Linked DNA regions of Neogale vison: region 1 is linked to region 2. The links are chromatin contacts, called in public Hi-C maps. All regions are on one chromosome and are shown on one strand. Each heading gives the region's core, a stretch centred on a gene start, on an enhancer-like site or on the middle of the called end of the contact. The rest is flanking DNA. Distances are from core to core; before and after follow the strand shown.

Region 1 (5,983 bases), core at 906-3,405, 760 kb after region 2:
CCCGGCTTTCCCCGGTGGCCCCTCCTCCAGAGGCGACAGCCTAGTGTGAAACGGGATTCCTCCCCTCCCCCTCCGATCCTCCGAGCACTGCGGGGTGGGGGGCTGGGGGGCGGGTACCAGCCCGAGATTCCAGGTGGCGCCTCCCGCCCCCACCAAGCCAGGCCCAGGCCAGATCCCTAATAGCCGCGTGCTAGGGACCTCCCCAGGGGTACCCGTCCTTTCTACCACCGCCCACTACGTAGGTGGGTGGGCGCACAGAAAGCGATAACCCGGCCTTGAACCCCGGACCCTTGAAAATAATTCACCACGATGCCAGTAATTCAACTGGACAGAAAGGTCAAAGGCGAAGAGCACTGCCCGCGGCCTTGCAGGCGGGCAGAGGGTGATGAAATAGTCAGGAAAGAACTGCGAGGGCCGGGATGGGGGTGCGGGGTGCGGCGTGATCACTGGGGCTGGCGAGGGGTGTAGGATCTGGGGATCCGCACCGAGACTGCGCGGGCGGCGGGCGGCCGGAGACCAGGGCCGGCGACCGCTCCGCCGGGTCCTGCCCGCGCCACCAGCGCATTCCTGGCTGTAGGCGTCAGGAGCGCCGCGGCTGCCTGTGCTCACGTTGCTCCCCCCGCCCCAAACGCTGAATACACACGTTAACTGCGTCGCTTCGGGGATTCTCCCCCACCTCCCACCACTCCCGCTGCGCTCCCCGCGTCTCCGACAGTCATCAGGTTAGCTCCTGGAGGGGCGCCTGCCGCGAGCCCGGTAGTTCAGAGGCCCGCACGCATTCTCCCCCCACCCCCATCGGGCCACCTTGGCCGCCCATAGGCGACTGGGGAACGACCTCCCCTCCCCCCCGAGCCAGCCGCTCCCCGGCCACCTGGCTACAAGCGGTTCCACCGCGGGGTCACCCGGCGGGCACACAGCGCCCTTCTCTCCCCACTCCCATTCCCCCCTAGCCCTCGTCGTCCCCCACCCCGCCCAGAAGGGACAAAACGTTCACCCAGCAGGGACCGCGGGAATCCCTCGGAAGAGGCCGAGTTAAGCCAGGAGCGCAGAGTGTGCGGCTGGTGCGCGGTTGGGCGCTTGGGAGCGTGCCGCGCGGGGTCCCGAGACCCGCCACGCACCCGGTGCCGCTGGAAACCCGCCCCAAGCGCCACGCGGTCCGAGGACTCTCTTACCCGAAGTGTCCCACAGGCTCAACTCTATTCTTTGTGTGTCGATTTCAAAACTGGCCGTGTAATTCTCAAACACTGTAGGGACATAATTCTGGACAAACAAAATGGGCAGAGACAGGAAAGAGGGCAAAGAGGTTATCTACAGAGCACGACACCGGCATAACACCCTCTGAAAATCGCTTCCTCACTCCCCGATTTAAAAAAAAAAAAAGAAAAAATCCCACCCCCCAGACACGCGGCCCCTTTCTGAAACCCCAGCCTCATCACCCGCACCGCCCTGCTCCCCAAGACGTGAGGATCCAAACCTCCCCACCCGGGTTCCGCACCCAGGACCGAACAAGTTTCAGAGGCTAACAGCGGAATGTGCAGACGCGTCCCCGAAACGTTCCAGCTCACTTTCCCTTTCCCGGCAGTCTCACCAGGGGGAAAGTAGTAAGAAAGACTACTTAGGAAAAGAAAATGGGGTGAAGGGGGCAATGCGAGGAGAAGCCCAACCCCAGACGGGGGGATCCCCGCAGGCGGACCCCTCCCGCGTCCGAGCCCCGGCCGGCCGGCCGCACTCACCTCGGGGAAGCAGTCTTTGGCGAAGACGTGCAGCAGCGCGGTTTTCCCACACTGACTGTCTCCCACTACTACTATCTTGCATTTCACGTTCTGATTAGGATCCATGATAGATTTACTAGATAATTTCTGGCTGGCTCTTCTCTCCTTCATTGATCTTGCCTTATTTTCTCTTGGAACAGGAATTTTCTCTTAAGAGGAAAAATAGATACTTCTCTGTCTATAAAAAACAGATACAAAAAAATACAACCCGAAGCTGGTGGGAACTCTCGAAGCGCCGCGCAGACGGGGGGCTGGAGGAGCAGGCTCGTTACTCCCCTCCAACAAGTTTTACGCCTGACTCCACACCGCGCTTCCCAAGTCCAATTCCGATCCGACTGCTTTGTTTCACGCTCTCCGCAAGGCTTTATACGCCCGGCCTTCCAATCCTCTTTCTCAATGAGAGAAGGAAACCGATCCGCCTCCTCCCCTTTTATGGAGCCTGGGAGCAAGCGCCCTCTCGTTACTCCCTGAAAATGTAAACAGTGCGCCCTCTAGGGGGACCGTGCGGGATCTATTTCCAGACTAAGCCTCGGGACAATTTGAAGACCCCAACCATGCTTTGCTGATGGATGGGACTGTGCCAGTCCAGCAGGAGGTGGGAAATGGAATGTCTGTGCATGGGGATTTTTATTAGGATTCCTTTAAAAACGTTTTAATAGGGGCTGATGTACATAAGCCTCATGAACATTTGTAAAAGCAAAAGCATTTCTCATCCAAGTTAAAACCATCATTAAAAAAACAGCAAGCTCTCTTGGGTTAGGAAGGGTTAAGTGGTTGTATTTTTTTTTTTTTTTAAAGAAAGAAATGGTTTGTATCACGTATATAGGGCATGGAACAATAGCTAAGCCAGGCTATTTCAGATGCGGGAACTGGCTTGTCTAGGTCACAGCAACACACTGGCTTCTGAAACCTGTCAGTTTCAGTCACTCAGGAGGAGGCAGAAAGGTTTTGAAGAGTGGGTAGAAGAGGTGGGAACAGAGAAAAAAGAGAAGCAGGAGATGCTTATAACTCAGTGCAAAAGCCATTGCAAACTCAGCTCTATTGCAGTAGGAGCCCAAACAGGCAAGGCAGCCATTGCCCGGGTTGCAATGAGGAGACCAGGTAGAGGATATCTGATTCTGCCCTGGTTTCCTCTATCTGTAGCCTCCCCTTCCCTAGAATCAAAGATGTATCCAGAAAACACAAATGTACTTAGTTGGAAAGTGCAGGTACAACTCTGCTCCCTCCACCCCTCATTTTTCGCACCCATCCCCCTACCCACCCACCCCCAAAAATCTAAAAGAGGAGCAATAATGGCTAGGCACTTGTTCTCTTTTCTCTATCAGAAGTCCTTCTTTTCTCATCTTTGTCTCCTGTGCTTCAAATGGAAAGGTTTCAGCTATTAAACTGTAGTAAGGACATTGGTCAAAAATATTATAGATACCTCTGTGGAGACTTCTAGGCTCATAAATGAGAAGGTGAGGTAAAAACTCAGAACGTGCAGGGCACCTGAGTGACTCAGTTAATTAAGCATCTGTCTATGGCTCAGATCATGATCCCAGGGTCCTGGGATGGCACCTGGTATTGGGCTCCCTGTTCAGCCAGGAGTCTGCTTCTCACTCTCTCCCTCTGCCCCTCCCACCCCCGCTTGTGCTCTTTCTCACTCTCTCTCCGTCAAATAAATAAACAAAAATTAAAAAAAAAAAAAAAGAAAGAAAGAAGACCCAGAATGTTCAGTATGGGAAATGAAAAGACACTGAAAGGGAGGGTTAAAGGCAGAGATGTTAAGTATTGAATGGTAAGACCATGAAGCCTCATGCATCCAAGGATGGTCTTGTCTCCCATTCAGAGCAGAGAAAAACTGGAGGCTCCCCCACCCCCACGGCAAAGCAAGACCCTGCCTCAGACTCAGTGTGTGGGTGGGTGTTTACACACATGTAGGGCTGAGCCCCAGAGAAAGGGATAGCTGGCCCTAATCAAGTTCCCAAAGCAGAGTTGGCCAAAGTTTTCTCAGCAGAACTTCAGTCCTCCTCACAAAAAACTGTCCTGTGTCCCCATGAATGATGGAGACTCTGCGTCCTTTTCACCCCTTCAAGATGCACCGGTTATAGACACAAAAAAAGTTCAAAGGAAAAGTAGCCTACATAACATAGTTTGACCCGGCATGCCCTATTTAAGCACAGGAAGCTTTTATCCAATTATTTGTTCTTTCATTCGAAGAGCAGTGGGAACAATGGCTGGGGTCAAGATCACCAAGAAGTGGATCTGTGTGACCTTGGACGAGTTCTTCACCCTCTATGAGCCTCAGCTTGATCATCTGTAAAATGGGAATCATAATAGTGATGATGAGGGGGTGCAAGTGAACTTTACAGAATAGTTTGTGGCACAATAAAGCATCTCTGCTCTATTTTATATTTTGCATGTAACTCTTACTTACACTTCTTAGAATTATTGAACATATCTTGGGAAATACTGGCCTCATTAATGGACTCACTAATTGGAACTGGGAAAATAGATCTACCTTTCTCTTCTCTCAGATTTTTAACTTATAAGTTGCCCTTTTCTAGAGATAGGATGTGACATTACACATTACTGAATTGACATCGTCTATGTGGGTAAGCCACTCTAACTAGCCTTAATTATGAATTATTAGTATTTGACTGACAGTGAATAGGTAGATCATTTGTCATATAAACTGGGCACTTTTGAGAGCAAAAAAGGTACTACTAATGATTATGTCAGAACAGCAGTTGTAAACAGGGTTTGTCCCAGGCAAAATGAGAGGTATAATCACTTTACCAATGAATAATCTGAAATCATAGTGGATGACTATTTTTGGAAATCAGGTGACCTGAATCTCCAGGAATCTGCCAGTTGCTGAGTGAAATTTAATGGCTGTGTAATAGAGTAGAAAACCAACCGCCTGAAGTTACCAGTCTCTGAGTCTCATTAGAGCAAGAATCCTTTCCTTTCCTTCTCTGGATCTCTAGTGCTCAGTGTCTCATAGATCGTCAATATTTTTAAAAATTCATTTAGTATTTAGTTCAACAGACATTTATTAAGCACCTACTATATGTCAGGCCCATTTCTAGGAATGGTAGATGTAACAATAAACAAGACAGCTCCGTTTGCTGCTCTCACAGAGTGCATATTTCAAAACAGAGAGAGACAATAAGGAAGTAGGTACATAAATAAGAATGAATGTGCTAAACACTATGGAGAAGAAAACGGGTGGCACGATAAACCATAGTAGGTAGGGATTAGACTCAGTGGCTTGGCAATGCCTCTCTGAGGAGGTTGAATCTTCAATGATGAGCAAATGAGGGCAATGAGAGCAAATCAGCCACGAGAAGCTCTCCTGAAAGGAAAGGAACAGAGAGTGAAAAGGTCCCATGCAGGGAAAGAGTTGGGCAGGTATGAGGAACAGAAGGAGAGCCAGAGGGATTGGGTCCCCCCAAAGGGGAGAGAAGATGGGTAGCAGAGCAGGAGGGAGCAGGCAGGAACTAAATAACTGGGCCTTGGCCATGTGATCATAGAATTTGGATTTTATTATTATTATTTTTTTAATATTTTATTTATTTATTTGATGGAGAGAGAGAGATCATAAGTAGGCAGAGGCAGGCAGAGAGAGAGGAGAGGGGGAAGCAGGCGCCCTACTGAGCAGAGAGCCTGATGCGGGGCTCGATCCCAGGACCCTGAGACCATGACCTGAGCTAAAGGCAGAGGCTTAACCCACTGAGCCACCCAGGCGCCCCTTATTATTATTTTTTAAGATTTTATTTATTTTAGGGAAAGAAAGTGAGAGAGTGAGCATGAGTGGGGAGAGGGGAAGAGAGGGAGGGAGAGAATCTCAAGCAGACTCCACACTAAGCTCAGAGCCCATTGTGGGACTTGATTTCATGACCCCAATATCATGACCTGAGCTGAACTTGGACGCTTAACCAATGGAGCCACCCGGGTGCCCTGGACTTTATTCTAAGGGTAATATGGAGTCAGACATAGGAGTGCTTAAAGCTGGGTAATAACATGATTACTCAAAAGAATGAATGAATGAATGAATTGTTCCAAGTTTAGTTCTGCCCTTGTTACTTCACTAACTGTTAAACTCTGGTGTAACTTCTCATCTTCAATGAGATTTTCAGATCGAAATGATATCTAAAGTCCTAGAAGAGACTAGACTTTTAGACGGCAAGGCAAGTTTTTCCCTTAAGAAAAACATTCATTTGGAAGAT
Region 2 (5,684 bases), core at 2,751-5,250:
TAGATATTTAAGGGAGTGCAGTAAAAAACAGACTTAGAAGTTAAATTGTGGGCAATTATAAAAGGCTTTACATCTGACACAGTACAAGTCTTGTTACAAGACAACAAATCAGAATTTTAATCTGGAGGCAGGGAAGAATAGAGGGGCAGAATGTTTTAGGAATGTACCACTTAGGGCAGGATGGACTGGAGTGGGATTAGAGAATGGGGATTGGTGTGGTATGAAAATTAGGTACCATGATGTTGAATTAGTCTAGCCATTTGATACTTTAGCATCATTCTTTTTCCCTTTCACAAAGTAGTCTGAATTCCAACCCATGTGCTCCGACTTTTATCGTAAGTAAGAGAGAATATTCTAACTTGTTTTTCTACCTCTCTGGCATTTCTTACTAACTTTACCACCTTTTCCTTTTCAATTTTTTAGTCACATAAAAATACCTGCAACATTTCCCACATTTCTCTGCCTTCTTTTATACTGCCATAAGATTTCTTCCACTAAAATGTCCTTTTCCCTCTCCTTCTAGGTCTAGCAAATTTCAACTCTATCTTCAAGACCTGGATAAACAGAACCCTCTTTACGTATCTCTGAAGTACAAGGTCTGTCTCCAGAAAATGGCCACCCGAAAATTTAAGCATCCTTCCTTGGGTCAGGACCCAACATGCTCAAAGAGATAAATGTGATAATTATTACATTTTAACCTAGACAAACTTAGACTTTTGGGTGTTTCTATAATTTAAATTTGCATTTACAAATGAAGACATTTACATTTAACAGAATATGGCTCAGGATCTAAAGGCAATATAAAATTTTAAACTCCGGAAGTATTTTGGGCAAGTCCTCAAAATAGTAACAGGCTCAATAGGAGATTATCTGAAAGGGGCAATATTAAATAACAAATACTCAACAGATGTTAGTTACTGTGGGCTAGGTTCTGTGCTAAGTGCTTTACATGCACTGTTTTACTAATCTGCACAAAATACTTCCATATGCCATTAAAATTAAAGTATGATTATCAAAATATTATTTTTGGTAATAAATTGCTTCACAAGCAAAAAGGAAAAGAAATATTATCCAAATTATTTTAAAAACTTCCCAATATTATTAAGAATTATTTTAGTCCGTGAATGCCAAGGCCACTTTTAGATTTTTTTTCCTTGATGGTTTAACGAAAGTTATAATAAAATGTGAGTTTTGTTGCCAACCTAAGAAAACCGAATCAAGTTACTTTATTTATATTTCATTTTAATGGCAAAAGAAGCCAGTATCTAATTTGTCCACTGAAAGGAATAACTGATGACAGTGTTAATGTGTTTCAAGTTTCCCTTTTAACCTACAGGATCCTCAAATTCGTTACTTGGCAGATTTTATGACATTGGGTCAGCTGGTAAATATAACTAAATATGACAGCCAATAAATAATTCAAAAATTAGTATAGCCAGTTTATTTTAGTATGAGGATAAGTACAATTTTATATATGACTACTTCAAACCTAGGATTCTAGACTTGGGAAGATGACAGGTTATCAAATATAATTTTAAAATCTTTATTAGTGTAAACAGAGAAACTGTCTTTTAGACACTACTTTAGGATTAAGTCCTGCTTTTGGTCATGTGAGTAGAATACAGGATCTATACCAAAGACTTAGAACTAGTTATCTAGGAAATTCATCTATATCCATCAAGGAAATTCATTCATATCCAGCTACAGACATTTTTGTGTAGTCCACAATATTATATAAAAAAAAAATCTGAATTGGGTCTAAACATTGAGAAATTACAGATTTCACACAAAAAGTCCAGATTTTTGGCTATTCTTGAAATCTCAGAAGAGCTGGCAGCACTATTCATATTCCCAAATGGCATTAGTTAGCAATAAATCACCGTAGCTAAGGAAAGGCTACTCCTGTTATATCAGAAATGAGAATTTCAGTTTGCCAAAGTTCCCACTGAGGCATCTTGATTTACCTGTCCAGCTTCTGAAGCGTGGACATTCATGACTCTTGCTATGTATGCTAATTAAATAGGTGAAGACACACATACTTGCATATTTCCTAACTGACATTCAGTATTTCCAATGCATATAAACACAAGATTTTAAAGTATATTTGAATATTAAGATTTATTTTGTATGAACTTCTTTCTAACAATAAAAGATTTGTGAAAGCATCTTTCAAAATACTCACCCTGATGATCTAATTCATTTAAATAAAAATAAAGCCAGGTTGAACATGAGTATTCTATTCTAGTTACTCTGAGAGTTCCCATGCTTCTATTACAACATTCCCTTTCTGGGGGTCTGGCTAAGTAAAAATTCATGTTAAAATGGGGTCCAAAACTAGTGGTCTACTTTTATGAATTGACCCTACAGTCACATCATTAGACTCTTAACATATCATGTTCAATTACACGAATATTATCCTGACTAATTGTTGCCATATTAATCCTCCTAACACAGCTTTGATTAAACGATCACAATGTAAAGAATCAGATCTAAATACTGAGTGTGACATTCAAGCTACTACTCAATTCCAACTCCACAATACAACCTTATTTCCCTCTAATCTCTTTCATATATCTCACATTGCAGAATGCAGAAATGACTTTTTGGTTTTTGAAAGGGAGGATGTCTCTGAATATATCAGATTCTTCCATTCAAGTCCTCCATTATCTAACTCCTACCATCTTTAAAAACTCAGATTAAATGTTCTCTGATTAAGTGATCCCAAACCCCTTGTTTCTCCTCTTCACAAAGCTTTGAATCTGGATGTACTTTTGTGTAGATTTTAAGAAATAATTACTTTACACCTTTATTGTAGCTATTTCATGTACTTCTACTGTCCCCTACTATATCAAGTCCTTACAGTAGCATGAGTCTAAACTGGAGACTTGCAATCAATATTTCTGGTCTATGAGAATCGTATCTCTTGCTCTCATTTTGTACGATTTGGAAGGTTACTCGCTTGACTGAAGCGGTTACAAAACCTTCAGTTTCGCTAACAAAAGAAAAAATAGTTTAAAAATAAACTCTAAATATTTACTCAAAAGGTCTTTTAAAAAATATTGAAAGGATGTTGGCACTGAATTTATTTCCAAAAACGAATTTGTAGAAACAAGTACACGCGTGTTGTAGAAAACCTTTGTGTTCCAAACTACCTTCGAAGCGTACCAACATAATTTCACGCCCCTTGCTTCCCCTGACATTTTTCATACAACTACGTCTACGCACAAGAAACATGCCACCGATGTTATCATAATTAAACCCGTCCCTCCATTTTCTAACAAGTACCCAAACCACTACACTGCTTAAAATACTAATTTACTCACAGTGGCCATTTCCAGCGGGGACAGCAGACGCAAATTATCTTCCCTTTCGTAAAGTTCTTCCTGAGAACGTACAAAACAAAACAGGCCAGTGTGCGATTAAGCTGTAGTAACACACAACTTGGGGAACGTCCACTATCTTCTACCATTGTTGCTCCACCACGACCAAAGTCCAAGCTCCCCCTAAAATCCAAGAAGGCCAGAATTGGCCTCCAGTCCCTACAGGGCACAGATCCCTGCCCAGAGGAGGCCGTGCAGTACCCAGCCCTCCCGGTTTGGGCCCCCATCCCTCAGCCCCCGCTCCAGCAAGCAACTCGGACCAGATGAGGGCGGGGAACGAGGAGCCGAAGGCTTAGACAGAGTTCCGAGGGTCGAAGCGGGCATTTTAACAGACCGGGGTGGGGGGGGGGGTCTGACCACAGCTCCAAAAAAGGGTTCGAACGGAGCTGACGGTGAGGAAGCGAAAACAGCCTGCAGACGGAGTGACAGGACTAGGGACACCGACAGGGACCCTGTCGGAATAGGGGCAATACCGAATGCCGTGGCACCAAGAAGACGGCGAATCTGGAGGGGCTAAAGCGGGTGGAAACCATCCGTACCAGTCCCGCCGCCGCCTCCAGCCGTCCCAGACCCTCTCACTCTTTGCGCCGTCAAAATGGCGGCGGCGACGGCCGCAGGGGTAGCGTAGACGCTGGCAGTGACCAGGCTGAAGAAGTTGCTCCTGAAAGCGTCGATGGGAAGGATCGTCGAATTAATGATGCGCACGCGCACAATAGGACCATAGAGCCTACCTCCTATTGGATAGCCGCGGGCAAACATGTAGGAGGAGAAAAGGTGAGGTGGGGTGACGTGGAAGGAGGAGGGTTCCTGATCTGGGTTGAGGGCTCCTTCTGTTTCCTTCATTAACTCATGGGTTCATTTGCTAGATTCCTCCACCCCAAGGCTTTCTAACTGCCACCAAGAGATACAATCTTAACTTCTTTATATCATAGTTACTGGTTTTTCCAAGAATCACTGTTTTCGAGCTTAGGACACTTAGGTTTTTCTATTTATGTCCCAGGCCCTTAATAGGCTCAATAGGTATTTATCAAACAATTTATTTAGAAACATATATCATTTTCATTTATAAATTGTTTTTTAATTAACTGAAGTCCATACTTTATTCATACCAATATTTCTGGGTAGGTAATGTTAGGCAAGTTGGTCTGTTTCTGTTTCTTCACCTGTAAAAGGAGAATAATAGTGCTTGCTCCACACACTGTAAAGATCAAACGAATTTATATATAGCTAACACTTAAAGCATACACATGCACACACAGCTCGGAGCTTGGGAGTCACAGAAAGGCTTCTAAGAAAGGACCACTGAGCTGAGTGTTGAAGTTACATACAACTCACTTTTTCATGCCTTGGAAATTTCTCTTTGGTTTACTTGTCCCGGTTATATAAGAGGATTTCTGGTTGAATGATGATTGTAAGCTTTTTGAGATCAGGAAGCATATGCTATTCATCTTTGCCACGATAGAAATCATTTGTCAGGTTCAGGTGGGAGATAAAAGGAGTCAGTGATCAACAGTATGGCAGGAAGCTGTCAGGAGTAACATCATAGCACATATGCTTGTATGTGTTTTGAAAGATGAATGGGTGTTTACCAGAATGCCAAGAAAAGATGTGGAAGGGTGAGGATACTTCCGGCAAAGGGAGCAGTGTGAACAGAGTTGTGGAATCTGAAACACTGTGCACATTTGGGGAGATCTACAGGTAGTCAAGGGAATGGGTTTGGCATGGACAGGGGCCATGATCATAGTCAGTCTTCAGTGCAGTACTAAGATAGATGTAATCTTGGAAGCAACGAGAAGCAACTGGGAAGACTGAAGCAGAGTCATGGCGTTACCAGATTTGTATCTTGGGAAGGTCCTCTGGCTGCCATTTAGAGGATGGATTGGAAGGGTGTGTGAGGATAACTTCTAAATTTTTGACTTAGGATATTTGGTGAATAGAGTTGCTTTTGTTTTATTGGGAATTCAGTAATATTAGTATCTGTGGAATGTATACTATGTGGTTGCACTTGGATAAGGTTTTTCACATTATTTGTTTTAATTCTCATAACGATATAGAAAAAGAGCTATTATCCTCATGTTAAATATGAAGAAGAAATGAAAGAAGAAAGGGGCTAAGTATATTTCTGAAGCTTCCAGGGTTGGACTTAAATCAAGGTCTGTTAGGTTCAAAATAGTGTTCTCTCTCCCGCACATAGTGTCTTCCAGAAGAACGGATGTTCGGAGAATGATGAAGAGTTTGGTTTGGGATAACTTCAGTTGTAAGATGCTTAAGGGACATTCATGTGGAGTTGCCAATAAGTCATTT

The links. Hi-C and Micro-C count contacts between places; a contact is called where the count stands out from the background.
Region 1: a Hi-C map of muscle shows a contact between it and region 2, with 11 times the contacts expected there. The contact joins the promoter of RND3 here to the promoter of MMADHC in region 2. A contact is called at or near these places in 2 of 3 Hi-C or Micro-C datasets (fibroblasts and muscle).

What each region holds. Positions count from the first base shown.
Region 1 is chr3:49,119,002-49,124,984 of ASM_NN_V1, forward strand. It overlaps RND3 (rho-related GTP-binding protein RhoE), which reads right to left and starts at 2,156. Exons shown (of 5, transcript XM_044242052.1): 1 at 1,734-2,156; 2 at 1,173-1,260. The coding sequence starts at 1,883.
Region 2 is chr3:48,352,881-48,358,564 of ASM_NN_V1, forward strand. MMADHC (cobalamin trafficking protein CblD) reads right to left here and starts at 4,001. Exons shown (of 8, transcript XM_044242051.1): 1 at 3,920-4,001; 2 at 3,324-3,383. The coding sequence starts at 3,332.